Linked DNA regions of Rattus norvegicus: region 1 is linked to region 2. The links are chromatin contacts, called in public Hi-C maps. All regions are on one chromosome and are shown on one strand. Each heading gives the region's core, a stretch centred on a gene start, on an enhancer-like site or on the middle of the called end of the contact. The rest is flanking DNA. Distances are from core to core; before and after follow the strand shown. Region 1 has its middle 41 kb from the start of Ahctf1. Region 2 overlaps LOC108352581 (a long non-coding RNA gene).

Region 1 (6,787 bases), core at 3,811-6,310, 190 kb before region 2:
TCACTGGCCTGAGCCCCCACACTTGTAAAAAAAGTTCCACAGAGCTGTTTGGTGTCTGGTGTGTTTTCTTGATCAAAGCAAACAAGAGATGGTGTGCCTACTAGAATACCAGCTCCTTGGGAAGTCATTCTGTCTGGTGGGCCGGAAGTCCTCATGGCTGTTGGAATCTGTATACATATAAAAGTAGGATGTAAGGATGAAATAAATGCAAGTTGCAAAAATCCCCTCAGGATCTTGTTGACACCTGATGTCCGGCTGCCTCTGTCACCTTCTTCTCTGCCTTCTTTCAGTCAAGACTCCAGGGCACCACACTTTCCCTTCCTTCCTCGACCTACACCCTGCTCATCCAACTGTGATCTAGATTCTATCCTACTCTGCCCTGAAGCTGAGTTTATCCAGGTCATGGACGTGCTTTCTCTCTAATGGGAAATACAGGACTCCCTCTGCCCCACACCCGGGCAGGGTCTGGAACTTCTGTCCCTGAGGCTGGCTCTCCTCTCTGCACCTCTAGATCTCCTTTCTACTTTGTACCCCTGTTGTTTCTCCTCCTCTTCCTCCTCCCCTTCCTCCTCTTCCTCTGCTTCCTCTTCCCCCTCCTTCTCCTCTACCTTTTCTTCCTCCTCCCCGTCCCTCACCTCTTCCTCCTCTGATTTTACTAGGCCCATGGCTTCCCCCCTCTATTCTGTCTATCTGAGACCACAACTTCCATATTCATAACTGTTATCTGTGGCTCTAGTTGATTTTTATTTTTAAAAATTACGACACAGCCTGATGTGATAGCACACGCGTGCGATTTCATCGCTCAGAAGGCAGAGGCAAGAGAATCACAGATTCAAGGCTAGCCTGGCCACACAGAAAGTTCCAGGACAGCCTTGACTGTTGGAGACTCTGTAATAAAATTAAATCAGAAGCCCACCCTGTCTCTGGCTTTTAGAAATTGTAACCACTACCCGCAATGAAGTCCAATGATGGAGAACTTGTCTAGCATGTTAAAAGGACCAGGGTTTGATCCCTGGCACTGCAAAGTAAAAATAACAAGAACCATTTTTATTTTATTTTATTTTACTTTTCACTAGTGGGGGATGGCACACTGAGGGGGTCAGAGGGCAATCCTGTAGAGTTAGATTGTTCTTTCCACCTTCACATGGGCTCCGGGTATTGAACTCGGGCCATCAGGCTTACACAGCAATCAGCCTTACCCACTGAGCCATTCCATCAGCCCCAACAGTAACCATTTTAGTGTACAGTCTAGAGGCATTAGATACCTTTACACTGACAGGCAACCATCACTCCCAACCATCTTGAGAACTCTTCACCTTACAAAACTGAAACTCTACCATAACCACTTGGCCGCTGCTACCCCATCTCCCTCTCGCCACATCTTGGCCACATCTTTTCTTTCTGTGAGTTTGGTCCCTGTAGATCTCTCAGTAAAGACAGAATAACGTATTTGCCCTTTTTTGTAACTGGCTTGTTTTACTTAACACATCATCTTCTGGGTTCTTCCATGAGATAGAATGAATCAAATTTTCCTTCCTCTCTCTCTCTCTCTCTCTCTCTCTCTCTCTCTCTCTCTCTCTGTGTGTGTGTGTGTGTGTGCACTCACGCACGTGCGCTGTTCATTGAGTTCTCTATCCCCTAGACCACTAGGAACTTTGAACTCCACTCATCCAAAACTAGTATTTTGTCTCATATACAGCTCCCTGGGTGTTCTCCATCTTTCTGTATAATACAGCTATTCCTCCAAGTGCCAAAGCCAGACACCAGAAGAGATATTTGGTTAGTTTGAGCAATTCCAATTCTCTGATACCTCCTGAACCTTCCCATTTTCCTACCTCGAGTGTCAGTCTCAGTTTGACATAGCTGTGCTCTTCCAGCCCTCTGACTCTTGTCTAACAGACTTGCCCTTCTCACTGCAGCCAGAGTTACGGCTTTTGTGCTTTAAAGATTCGTTTATATGTGCAGGTCTTTTGCCTACATGCACGTCTGTGCTCAGCGTGTGTGCTGTCCCAGTGGAGGCCAGAAGAGGATGTTTGGTCCCCCAGAGCTGGCATTATAGACAGCTATTAACACCCATGTGGGTGCTGGGAATTGAACCCAGGTCCTCTGTAAGAACAGCCATAGAGCCATTTAACTGTACCGCCATCTCTCCATCCCCTTTTGTCTTTAAGTGTTGGAGCACAGGCTGGCTCAAACCCATGGCAATCCTCCTGCCTCGGGTTCCTGGATATTAGTACCACAGAAATGAACTGCTACACTCAGCAGAAAGTTAGGCTTATCTTATTTTCTCATTTGTTTTCTGAGATAGGGTCTCATCTAGCCCTCACACTTACTCATAGCTGAAAATCGCCATCAATTCCCACTCTCCTAACTCACCTCTTAAATTCTGGGACCACAAACGTGGATACCCACCCCTACACGCATGCACATCACCCCACTTTTTATTATGAGTATGCCCGTGTTTAGGGACATTTATATTATCAAATATCTTTCTTTTTCTTTCTTCTTCTATGCCCCTGTCATATAACTCAAGATCAAATTGACTTCAAATACCATTAAGATCCCATCATAGGACCCAGAGAACAGCGAACATCACTCCTGTCCTCTCTTCCAGGAAGGAAGACTGCATCTTCAATTGTGCACAATGTAAATGTGCCATGTTGGGTGGCGCTGTGACCCTTTGATGTCTTTATTTGGGAATTCAGACTGGGGAAACCCCTTGAAGTTCTGAGTAAAGCAAACAGGCAGAGGACGGATGTCTTCATTCTTTTCTTTTCTTTCTTTTTTTTTTTTTTTTTTTTAGATTCGCTTTGTGTGGTGGCTGGGAATTGAACTCACGCCCTCTGGAAGAGAAGTCAGTGCTCTTAACCACTGAGCCATCTCTCCAGCCCCTCATTTCTTTTCTTGCTGCTGTGATAAAACGCCCTGACAAAATCAACTCCAGAGAGAAAGGGCTTTTGTCAGCTCACAGTTCCAGATGCAGTGCCCGGGGGCAGGAACGTCAAAGCAGCTGGTCACATCCCCTCCGCAAACAGGAAGCAGAGTGGGATGAACGCAAGTCTGTGGACAGCTCAGCTTTCTTTCTCTAGTTACACAATTCAGGACCCCTGCCCCACAATTCAGGCTCCCCCAGTGGCAGGGCTTCCCACCTCTGTGAACACAATCAAGACAATCTTCAACAGGTGAGTGTGTGAGTGCGTGTGTGTGTGTGTGTGTGTGTGCACGTGGACAGATCCTTGGACTCAGACTGAATTGTGTCACTAACCTGCAGACAGCAGACTGTGGGATTTCTCCTAATTTACACATGTACCCTTCTGATTCTACTGTTCTGGAGAACCCTGCCTAATGTAACAGAGAGGAAGTGTCTCAGGTAATGGAGGCAATTAGTGAATATGTGGGTGGAGATTAGATAGATAGATGATAGACATATAGACAGATAGACAGATAGACCAACAGAGATGGTAGATAGATGATAGATAGATAGATGATTGATAGATAGATGATGGATAGATATGATACATAGATAGATGATAGGTTGATAGATAGATAGATGATAGACAGGCAGATGGACAGATAGATAGACCAACAGAGATGGTAGATAGATGATAGATAGATAGATAGATAGATAGATAGATAGATAGATAGATAGATAGCTGGCTGATAATTGAAATTTATTCAAGGTGGCTGGAGCACACACATTTCCTCCTACTAGGAAATCCAGAATACCAAAACATGGGACTATTCTACCAGGCCTGTTAGAGAGGACCGGTGAGCATCAGGGTTCATTAGCAGTGTCTGAGAGTAGGAATCCTGATATCCTTGCAGAGTATCTGGGTTAAGGGATGGGTGGGCTATTGCCATAGTTCCAGTCCCAAATGATCCTCCAAGGTCTGTGTGTAAGAAACTTGGTCACCAGTCTGTGATGTTGCTGGGGGTGGTACCTTTAAGAGGTGGTGCCTCATAGAAGGAAGCTACCTCTCCTCTCCGGGGGGTGCACTCTTGACACATGGCTCCTTCCTTTCTCTCTTTGCTTCCCAGCTGCTGTGAGGTGATAAATCTCCTCTGCTCCAGGCCACCACCATTATGGCCTGTGCCACCACAGGCTCAGGGCAAAGGGCTGACAACCATGGAAAACCTCTGAAATCATGAGCCAAAGTAACTCATGGGTCTGTCAGGTACCGTGTTACAGCCATGTAGAGCTGACTCACACACAGCTATGCACTGCAGATCCCCTCCCCACGTTTGCTGAGTTGCACAGACGGAACACACACGATTGCTCAGGCTCAATCCCTAGCGCTGAAGGAACCAGGCAAGGTCTGCACACCCATAATCCTAGCACTCAGAAGGTAGAGGCGAGACCACCAGACGTTTATAGTGAGTTTGAGGTTAGCCTGGGCTACATGAGATCTGATTTTAAAAAAGCAGGAGGTGGAGGAAAAGACCTGTCAGATAGGGAAGAAAGGCACGTCCTGGAGGGTCTGTCATATAGTAGCTTCAGGCCTGCACACTAGTCTCCAGAAACCAGCCCTGGAGCTAAGGAAGGCCCTGGATTCTGATGTTTGCTCCTTCAGCAATGACCCCTAACCTAATCTCCGGGTTTTTCCTCTTTATGTGTGCTGTATTCCTTTACCTACTAGCTAGCCCACTCTTTCTTCAACCCTTAACTTTACTTGAGAGATCTCAGTCGTTTGCTTACACAGTTTTGAGCCTATTGCCAACAGCCTTTTGGAGCCTGTCTCCCTCTCTGGGCAGACTCAGGTTTTAACAGGGTTCCCAGATCTACTCCCACCTCCAGAATCACCTGGGCTCAGCCTGTCTCATTCTTTGACCCTAGGTCTGAGCCAATATAGAAAGAATGTCCCTGCCGGTCCGCGGCTTTGGCTGTGAAAAGACAGCACTGCCACAGGAAGCCTGTGTAAAGCCGCAGCAGCCCAAAATAAAGAGGGAGGACCCGCCACAAAAAAAAAAATCACTGACTCAGTCGAGGCCTCTGTCCCGACACTCCCTTGATAAGTCACACCCTCAGCCGGCCGAGGCTACTCAGAAAAACCTTTATAGAGAAATTGGAATGGAGGGAAATTTCCCAAGAAGTCCAGGGCTCGCGGCCGGAAGCCACGCTGGGCGATGGGGAAGTGACCGGCTAGATTCCGTTTGCTGCCACCTCCCGGGAGAGCTGCGAACTGCAGGCCTTCCGGGGGAGCAAAGTCACCAGGACAGCTGCCCTGAGGTTAGGTCCATCTTTGTGAGGCTGCTGTTGGAGGAAAGTGACAATCACAGACCATTTTGATGCAAAGGAAGAAAGGAAAAGTGCAGTCTATGAACATTCTGTTTCCAGTAGTTTTCAAGTCAATTTCTAAGTCAAAACACCTGCCGTTCAACACACTTTCCCCATTTGTTCTTTCTCTCTCGCCTGTTGGGAACTCCCTTCCTCCTCCTTCCTAAACAGCTACTTTCTCCCCTCAATCCATCCTGCACAGGGCAGCCAGTTTAAAAACCGTTTAGTCGTTCATGAATGCCCTTAGGCAGCTGACTCAGCTCCCACCACTACCCCAGGTCGGTCCCACTGGACACCCTCCTCCTCAGAGCCTCCCTCACACTGGCGTTTTCTGGTCTCTGACACCACAAACTCTCCTCACCTTCAGGAAGTCACTCTTTCCAGTTCCATCCAGGGAGTGAGTTTCTCCCCGTCCTCCTTCTCTCTCCATTTCAATCCATTCACCCTTCAAATAGCAGCGCAGACATCAGTCCCTGTTAAGGGAAACTCCCCTGACCTGCAAAAATCAGCCCCTTCTGCCATCGACACTGGCATTTTTCACACTGACCTTCAAGGCCAGTGCCACAGTTTAATGACTTCTGTATATATTCATTTAATTAGTATCTCATTTCCCCTAAACTGCAAAACCAGTATCATTGATATCTGGCATTGAATCTGACATAGTAGTAAATTCTGAATAATATTTGGAATGAGAGTCAGTCACAGTGGCTCATACCTGTAAATCCAGCCACCTGGAAGACCGGAGTTTAACATGATCTCACACACACACACACACACACACACACACACACACACACACACCTTGAGGACTTTTTTTTTTGAAGGTAGGGTTTCTCTATGCTGTCTTGGCTGGTCTCAAACTTACAGAGATCCACCTGCCTCTGACTCCTGAGTGCTGGGATTAAAGGTATCACCACTACTCCAGGCTGTGTGGATTTTATATATGCAAAATAGAAGAATGAAGAAGTCTGGCTTGCTAAGTGCATTAATAGGCTTAGAGTTTTCAAAACCTACTTTTAATATTTCAACCCCCCTTCTAGCCCTCCATCCAAAGGTAGGGGAGAGAAGATGGTGAGTAGAGCAAGGGGAAGTGGAAACATCCACTTAGAAGCAGTTCTTTGGAGTGATTTCAGTCTGCGTTCATCATGATATGAACAGTCCGGTTCAGTAGTATCAGGATAGCATCCCTCTCTCAATGAAGTGAAGATCAGTGAAGACTTGAGACCAACTAAGCATGGCAAAGCTAGCTATCACGCGTCCTCCCACGGATCTTGCCTCAGCACTGCGCCACGTAAGTCTGCATCACATGACACAACCAGAAACTTCCACCTGAAGTAACTTTTCTCGTTGTGCTAACAAAAGCAACTGAAGGAAGGAAGTGAAGGGATTTATTTTGGCTTGCAGCTTGAAAGCACAGGAGTCTGAGAGGCAGCTGTCACTGACTCGACCTAGATCTCTGCCCCGGGAATCATTCCCTGGATAAGTCACACCTGTAGCCCACCTCAGTGGAGG
Region 2 (6,364 bases), core at 3,382-5,881:
GAAAATGCCTCCATAGGAGCCAGCAGTAAGGTATTTCATTAATTAGTGATTGTTCGGGGAGGGCCCTGCCCATTGTGGGTGGTGCCATTCTGGGCTGGTGGTCCTTGATCCGATAAGAAAGCAGGCTGAGCAAGCCAGGTGAAACAAGGCAGTAAGTAGCACTCTTCATGGCTTCTGCATCAGCTCCCGTTCCCAGGTTCCTGCCCTGTTCAAGTTCCTGTCCTGGCTTCCTTCCATGATGGACTACAATGTAGAGTGTAAGCTCAATAAACTGTTTCTTCCCCAACTTGCTGTTTGGTCATGGTGTTTTGTTGCTGCAATAGAAACCTTAAGACAAGTTAGTACCAGGGTAATTAGGCATTGCTGGGACAGACCTGGCCATGTTTTTGTGAGGATTGTGGAAGGACTTTTGAACTTTGGGCTAGAAAAGTCAATGAGTTTTAAAAGCAGTACAGATGATGGAGGCCTGGCTTGTGAAATTTCAGAGGGAAGCAATGACCCTACCAGGCTTTTTGTGTGAAGAATCTGGGGTTCTGGTCAGCTGGGGCTGAAGAGTTGGCTGTGATTAACAAGATACCGGAACTATTAAAATGAAACCTCTGCTTTGCTGGAATGCTCAATGCTGATTGCCTGGAGCTGAGAAATTAGTGGTGATTAAGAAGAGATCATCATTGAGATGAATCTTCTGTGAAGTGTTTCTGAGAGCACACAGAAGCTGTGACCCAGAAGTGGCTGTACTGGCTGGTGTTACATGTGAACTTGACACAAGCTTGAGTCATCAGAGAAGAAGGAGCCTCAATTAAGGTAATGCCTCCATAAGACCCAGCTGTAATGGCCAGCTGTAAGGCATTTTCTCAACTAGTGATCAATGAAGGAGGACCCAGACCATTATGGGTGGTGTCGTCCCTGCACTGGTAGTCCTTGGCTCTGTAAGAAAACAGTCTGAGCAAATCAGGGGAAGCAAGCCAGTAAGCAGCACTCTTTCATGGCTTCTGCATCAGCTCCTGCCTCCAGGATTCTGCCGTTTGTTGAATTCCTGTCTTGACTCCCTTCAATGGTGAACAGCAGTATGGTACTGTAAACTGAATAAACTCTTTCCTCTCCCACTTGCTTTTTGGTCATGGTGTTTTGACCATAACGAAGACAGCAACCAAGGTTATACCTCAAGCTGGCAGCTGAACTTGATAATGTAAGAATCACCCAGGTGGTACTGGTTTGGAAGGCATAAAGGGGTCATGAAGAACGGCCAAGTCTTGGCACTGTGAGAGGCCAGGAAAGGCCATTGGTGAAGGTGCCACTTCAGTGGAGGTTGGGAGCCCAGGACGGAAGGAGGTCATGCAAAGGAGTTGAGGTCTGGCACGGTAAAGAGAGCCTAGGAGAAGCTATTGGTGAGGGTGCAGCCCAGTTGCAGCAGAAGACCCCAGCATTCTGGAGATGCTGGTACCATGGTATTATAACCACAAACAGCAGTGGAATGGAGTCAACCAGAGCCTAGAAGACAAGCTGTGTGTGCAGCAGAAGGCAGAGCTGCAGAAGTGACCCAAGTCCTTTGAAGGAGCCTAGAAGATTGTGAGTAGATCCCAGACATTGGGCATTCTGTTATTTATACCGTTGGGAGTTTAATTTTACTTTTTTCAGATTGTGACTGTGCTCTGTTTCTTCTCTTTCTCAGTTAAAAAAAAAAGGTATTTATTTTTTATTTTACCAGAGCCCACAGTTGAGAGTCTTTGAATTTTAAAAGACTTTAGATTTTAAAAGAGATTGGCTATTTTAAAGTGACTGAAATTTTAATGCATTTGAATTTTGAAAGACTGTGGGACTTTTGAAGTTATTTATTATTTTAATATGAGATCTTGCGGATGAATAAGAAAGGAAGAGTTGTGTCTTAATAGTTATGTGTTTGTGTGTGTCACATTGACAAGGGGTCAGCTGTGCTGGCTAGTCTGTGTCAACATGAGATAAGCCAGAATTATCTGAAAGAAGGGCCTGTCAATTGAGAAAATGCCTTCATAGGATCCAGTTGTAAGACATTTTCTTAGTGACTCATGGGGAAGGTCCAGCCCATTGTGGGTGGTGCCATCCCTGGGCTGGTGCTCCTGGGTCCTATAAGAAAGAGGCTGAGCAAACCAGTAAGCAGCACCCCTCCATGGCCTCTGCATCAGCTCCTGCCTCCAGGAGTCTGAGTTCCTGTCCTGGCTTCCTTCCGTGATGGACAACAATGTGGAAATGTAAACTGAACCCTTTCCTCCCGAACTTGTTTTTCAGTCACGGTATTTTGTTGTAACAGTAGAAACCCTAAAACAATGATACAGCCTACAAAAAGTGATGACATCAATACAGAAGGTGTCCACGTGGTAAGAGCTGGTGCTCCTAAATTAATGAAATTATTTGCTTGCCAGTATATAGTTTTATAAGCAGAAAATTTTCCACATAAAGTATTTTGATTTATATATTTATAAATAAATATATATTACATATATAAACTATAAATATATAAAAATGTGGCTTACGTGTGTTGGGGGTGTGGAATGGTTTGGTGCTCTGTTTTATTTGCCTGGGAAGGAGAGTCTTGCTTTCTTATACTAATTTTATCAGGGAAGAACTCACTGGAATCACTAGATGGAGCTCTCTGGTTCTTGCTCATAGGCTGTGTGCTTTCCTTGGCACAAACATTTCCCAAATACAAAGGCCCCAGGCACTCTGATCACTCTTCCCACGGTTTTGACTAGACTTTGACTCTGTGCCCTTAGGCATCTTAGAGGCCCTTCTGTTTCAAGACACAGGTGATACCTGGTTCACTCTCTTGGAGAGATCACGGCCATAAACTAAGCTTTCTTTTCTTCCTCCTCCTGTCCTCCTCCTCCTCCTCTCCCTCCTCTTCTTCCTCCCCTCCTCTTCTTCCTCTTCCTCTTCTTCCTCCTCTTCCTCCTCCTCTTCCTCTCCCTTATCTTTTTCCCATTACCCCTTTACAGCATGGATTCTCACATGCAGTCCAGCCTGGCCTCAAATTTTCTTCCTATCCTCCGTCTCTGACTACTGGATGCTGGGATCACAGATGTACACACTCTACCTAAGCTTCTACCTAAGCATTTTTTAGAGCAACTGAAGCATTAGCCAAACACAAAAGGCCAGTCTTGCCTTTTTGCTGTTTCCCCTATTTTTGTGTTACTGTATGAGGGACATTAGGGACACAATGTAAGCACCAGCAGCAGCAGATTCCGTTCCTCTTCCTGCTTAGCCACGGAATTGTGTATGTCTGTCACAGGAGGTGTGCAAGCACCCACAGTAGACATTGCAACGTGCTCACGAATACCTAGCAATCAATATTAATATGGGAATGTTTTATCTACTTGTGCTCGTCCTGGAGGCACCGACCATTTGTAACAGTCAGGGTTCTCCAGAGGAGCTGAGCTAACAGAAGGAGGTGCCACAGGGGTCCAAGGCCAATGCAGATGCTCCTGGTTCCTTCCAGAACTGGGCAAGAAGCACATGCCCCTGCCACCACCACCCCTGCTAGTCATTAATGCTGTTTGTCTATACAATTCTTTCTGTGTTCTACACACACTGGTGCTACCAAGCCGAGAAACTAAAACTGGTAAAATAGCGAACTCTGGTTTCCTGACTGCCTGCTTGGAGCCACCAGTCTGGATGGAGCTGAAGCAGAAGGCTCGGGGCCTGAGGAAGTGTCAGTTGTAGAGTGAGATGGAACCTGGTGTGGCTCATAGGTCAGGAATAGCCAAAGTGAGGCAAAATGGTGGCCTCACTCCTGAGCCTGTACCAGGAGTACAGATCTGTGAGGGCCTCAGAGACAAGAAGCAGCCGCGCCCACCTACTTCGCCCCCTCTTTTGAAAGTGACAGTCACGATGCCACTTCATGGGTGATATAACTGGTGACAACCATCATCTGGCACAAGGAAAGAAAAGTGTGGGGAGGGGCTGGGGATTTAGCTCAGTGGTAGAGCGCTTGCCTAGCAAGCACAAGGCCCTGGGTTCGGTCCCCAGCTCCGGGGGGAAAAAGAAAAGAAAAGAAAAGTGTGGGGAACAGGCTGCAGCTGAGCTAAGGAAATGCCAGAGAGCCAGAGAGCGCAGGCTTCTGGTTGGTACCAGCTCAACTGGCTATGCCAGCGACCTTGGACATGGCACTCACAGACTCTGACCTCCTGCTTTTTCCAGAAGGCCGAGTTAATTATTGTTCTGTTTGGGAGGATGTATTTTGCAGGAATTAGGGCTGGGGAAAGTCTGAGTTCATGTTCTAACTCAGCCATTTTCTAAGCTTGTGCTGGTGGGTGTCTCTGAATTTCACTGAGTTACTTCAGTTCTTATAAAAGAATGAACGACCTCATAGATCTGATGTGACTTTAAAGTGGGTAACAGTTTTCACCAGGTCCTGGAACACAGTGGGCCTCAACTAAGGTTGGTTTCCCCTGCTTAACTCATGCAATGCTTGCTACCAAGAGACACAGCCTAAACATGTAGCCTGCTCCTATTCTTTAGGAAGGACACTTGGTGACCTTGTTACCCCAAAACGTTAAATTTCAGGAGGCCGAGAGTCATGTTGCCTAGCACTGAGCCCAGCACACCGTCAGCCCTGAACAAACACATCTCTGTGCCAGACACAGGGACAGAAAAACACAGGCCTCGACACATCCATCCATCAGACTGATGTTGGAGAATGTCAGCCTGTTCTTCCTGAGGCGCTCCTGGGAACAGTGGCCCCGTGGCCGCTAATCACGGTGAAGGGACATGCAGAGAAGCAAATGTAGATGGACTCCCGTTCTCACCTACACAACGGACGGAGCGAGTAGAAAACCTGTCTCCTGCCTATGGTAGTTACTTTTCTGTGGCTGCAATAAAATGCCGCAACTGAGAGCCAGTTATAGAAGAAAGAGGGGTTTCGTTGTCGCTTTCCTTGGGGCCGATGGCTCCAGAGGGTTAGCTGTCAATTGTGGTAGCAGGAACAGGAAGCTGAGGGGAGTAGAGACAGACAGAGGACTGGAAGTGGGGTGAGGCTACGGACTCTTATGTAGTGCGCCAGTGCGGCCTTTAGGATGAAAGCTGTTGTTTGTTTTCTGAGATAGGGTTGGCTTTGAACTTGCCAAGAATGACTTCGATATCTGATCCTCCTTCCCTTCCCTCAGCTGCTGGGGTAGCTGTGTGTCTCCATGCCCAGCGATCAAACCCAGGGCTTCCCAATGCTAGGCAAGTTCTGTCTGTGAACCTGAGCGACATCCCTCTAGGTCTGAATCCCCTTCTTGTTGTTGCTTTTCATTTTGTTTCATTTTTTTTCTTTCTAGACAGGTTTCTCTGCATAGCCCTGGCTGTCCTAGAGCTCACTCTGTAGACCAGGCTGGCCTTGAACTCACATGGATGCTTCTCCCTTAGCCTCCTGAGTGCGGGGATTAAAGGTGTGTGCCACCACTGCCCGGTCAGTTCTGATTTCTTAATGTGCTGTAGAAAAGCCTCAGCAGAACATCCGGAGAACATTGTTTCAGACAAAGGCAGAAGGTGGCCTGTGGTTCCTTATCAAAGGGCCCTGTACCTTGTGCAAAGAATCGTCATAAGGCCAGGTGTTTCTGAGAGATCTGTTTCTTAGGGGATGACATGAGAAGGCAGGGGGCAGACAGACACTTCAGTGTCCCTGTCTCAAACCTGGAGCCTGCAGCCTGTGCCACGAATGCTTGAGATGGAGCCCTCAAAATATGCCTGGGCTGTGGAATCCACTTCTTTGTGGGGAAGTACTTGTGCCTGCCCCTGAGCTTTCATGGAACACAAATGCTCAGGGCTATTTTGAGCACCACCCTCTGGAATGACAGCATAACTTGTGTAACAGGAAGTAGGTCACCAACTAATCTCTTCCAAAGTGGCAAGAAACACATCTGCAGATCCCATGGAGAGGGAGCCCCCCAGCTTGACCTCTCTTGCTACCCCACCCACACTCCCCTCAACACTGGAGACACGACAGAGGTTGGCTCATGGATTATGCATTTGCCTTCAGAATAAATTAACTATGATCTGGCTGCACATAACACACAAAGTGGCAAAATTACCAAGTCCCCTAGTTCTTTTATTGGCATTATCTTAGCTGTTGATGGTTGTCATAGAAACCAGCAGAGGTGTCAAGTCTTCTCTTTCCCAACCAGAGGAAGACCTGAAGTTATTCTGATCGGGGCCTTTTAAAAATAGAAACTGCCTTGAACCTAGATAAACAGCCTCAGAGTTCTCCCTCAAAGTTCTGTCTGTTTCGAAAATGTTTTTGCCAGGTGATATTTTTTATTTGCAATTTGCTTGTATTGAAATCTTAAGGGTTGGGAATTTAGCTCAGTGGTAGAGTGCTTGCCTAGCAAGCACAAGGCCCTGGGTTAGG

The links. Hi-C and Micro-C count contacts between places; a contact is called where the count stands out from the background.
Region 1: a Hi-C map of Schwann cells shows a contact between it and region 2, with 5 times the contacts expected there. The contact joins two enhancer-like sites. A contact is called at or near these places in 3 of 12 Hi-C or Micro-C datasets (Schwann cells, kidney and liver).

Annotation. Positions count from the first base shown.
Region 1 is chr13:94,106,069-94,112,855 of GRCr8, reverse strand. No RefSeq gene overlaps it. Among named protein-coding and RNA genes, the nearest start is that of Ahctf1, 41 kb to the right of the region's middle. Within about 2 kb of position 5,060, at least 28 of the 93 cell types and tissues checked have an H3K27ac peak or open chromatin away from gene starts, as enhancers often do. A contact at or near this core is called in Schwann cells and liver, where this site is marked.
Region 2 is chr13:93,920,563-93,926,926 of GRCr8, reverse strand. LOC108352581 (a long non-coding RNA gene) reads left to right here. Exons shown (of 5, transcript XR_010057306.1): 1 at 1-1,569. Among named protein-coding and RNA genes, the nearest start is that of Sccpdh, 8.3 kb to the left of the region's middle. Within about 2 kb of position 4,631, at least 19 of the 93 cell types and tissues checked have an H3K27ac peak or open chromatin away from gene starts, as enhancers often do. A contact at or near this core is called in Schwann cells and liver, where this site is marked.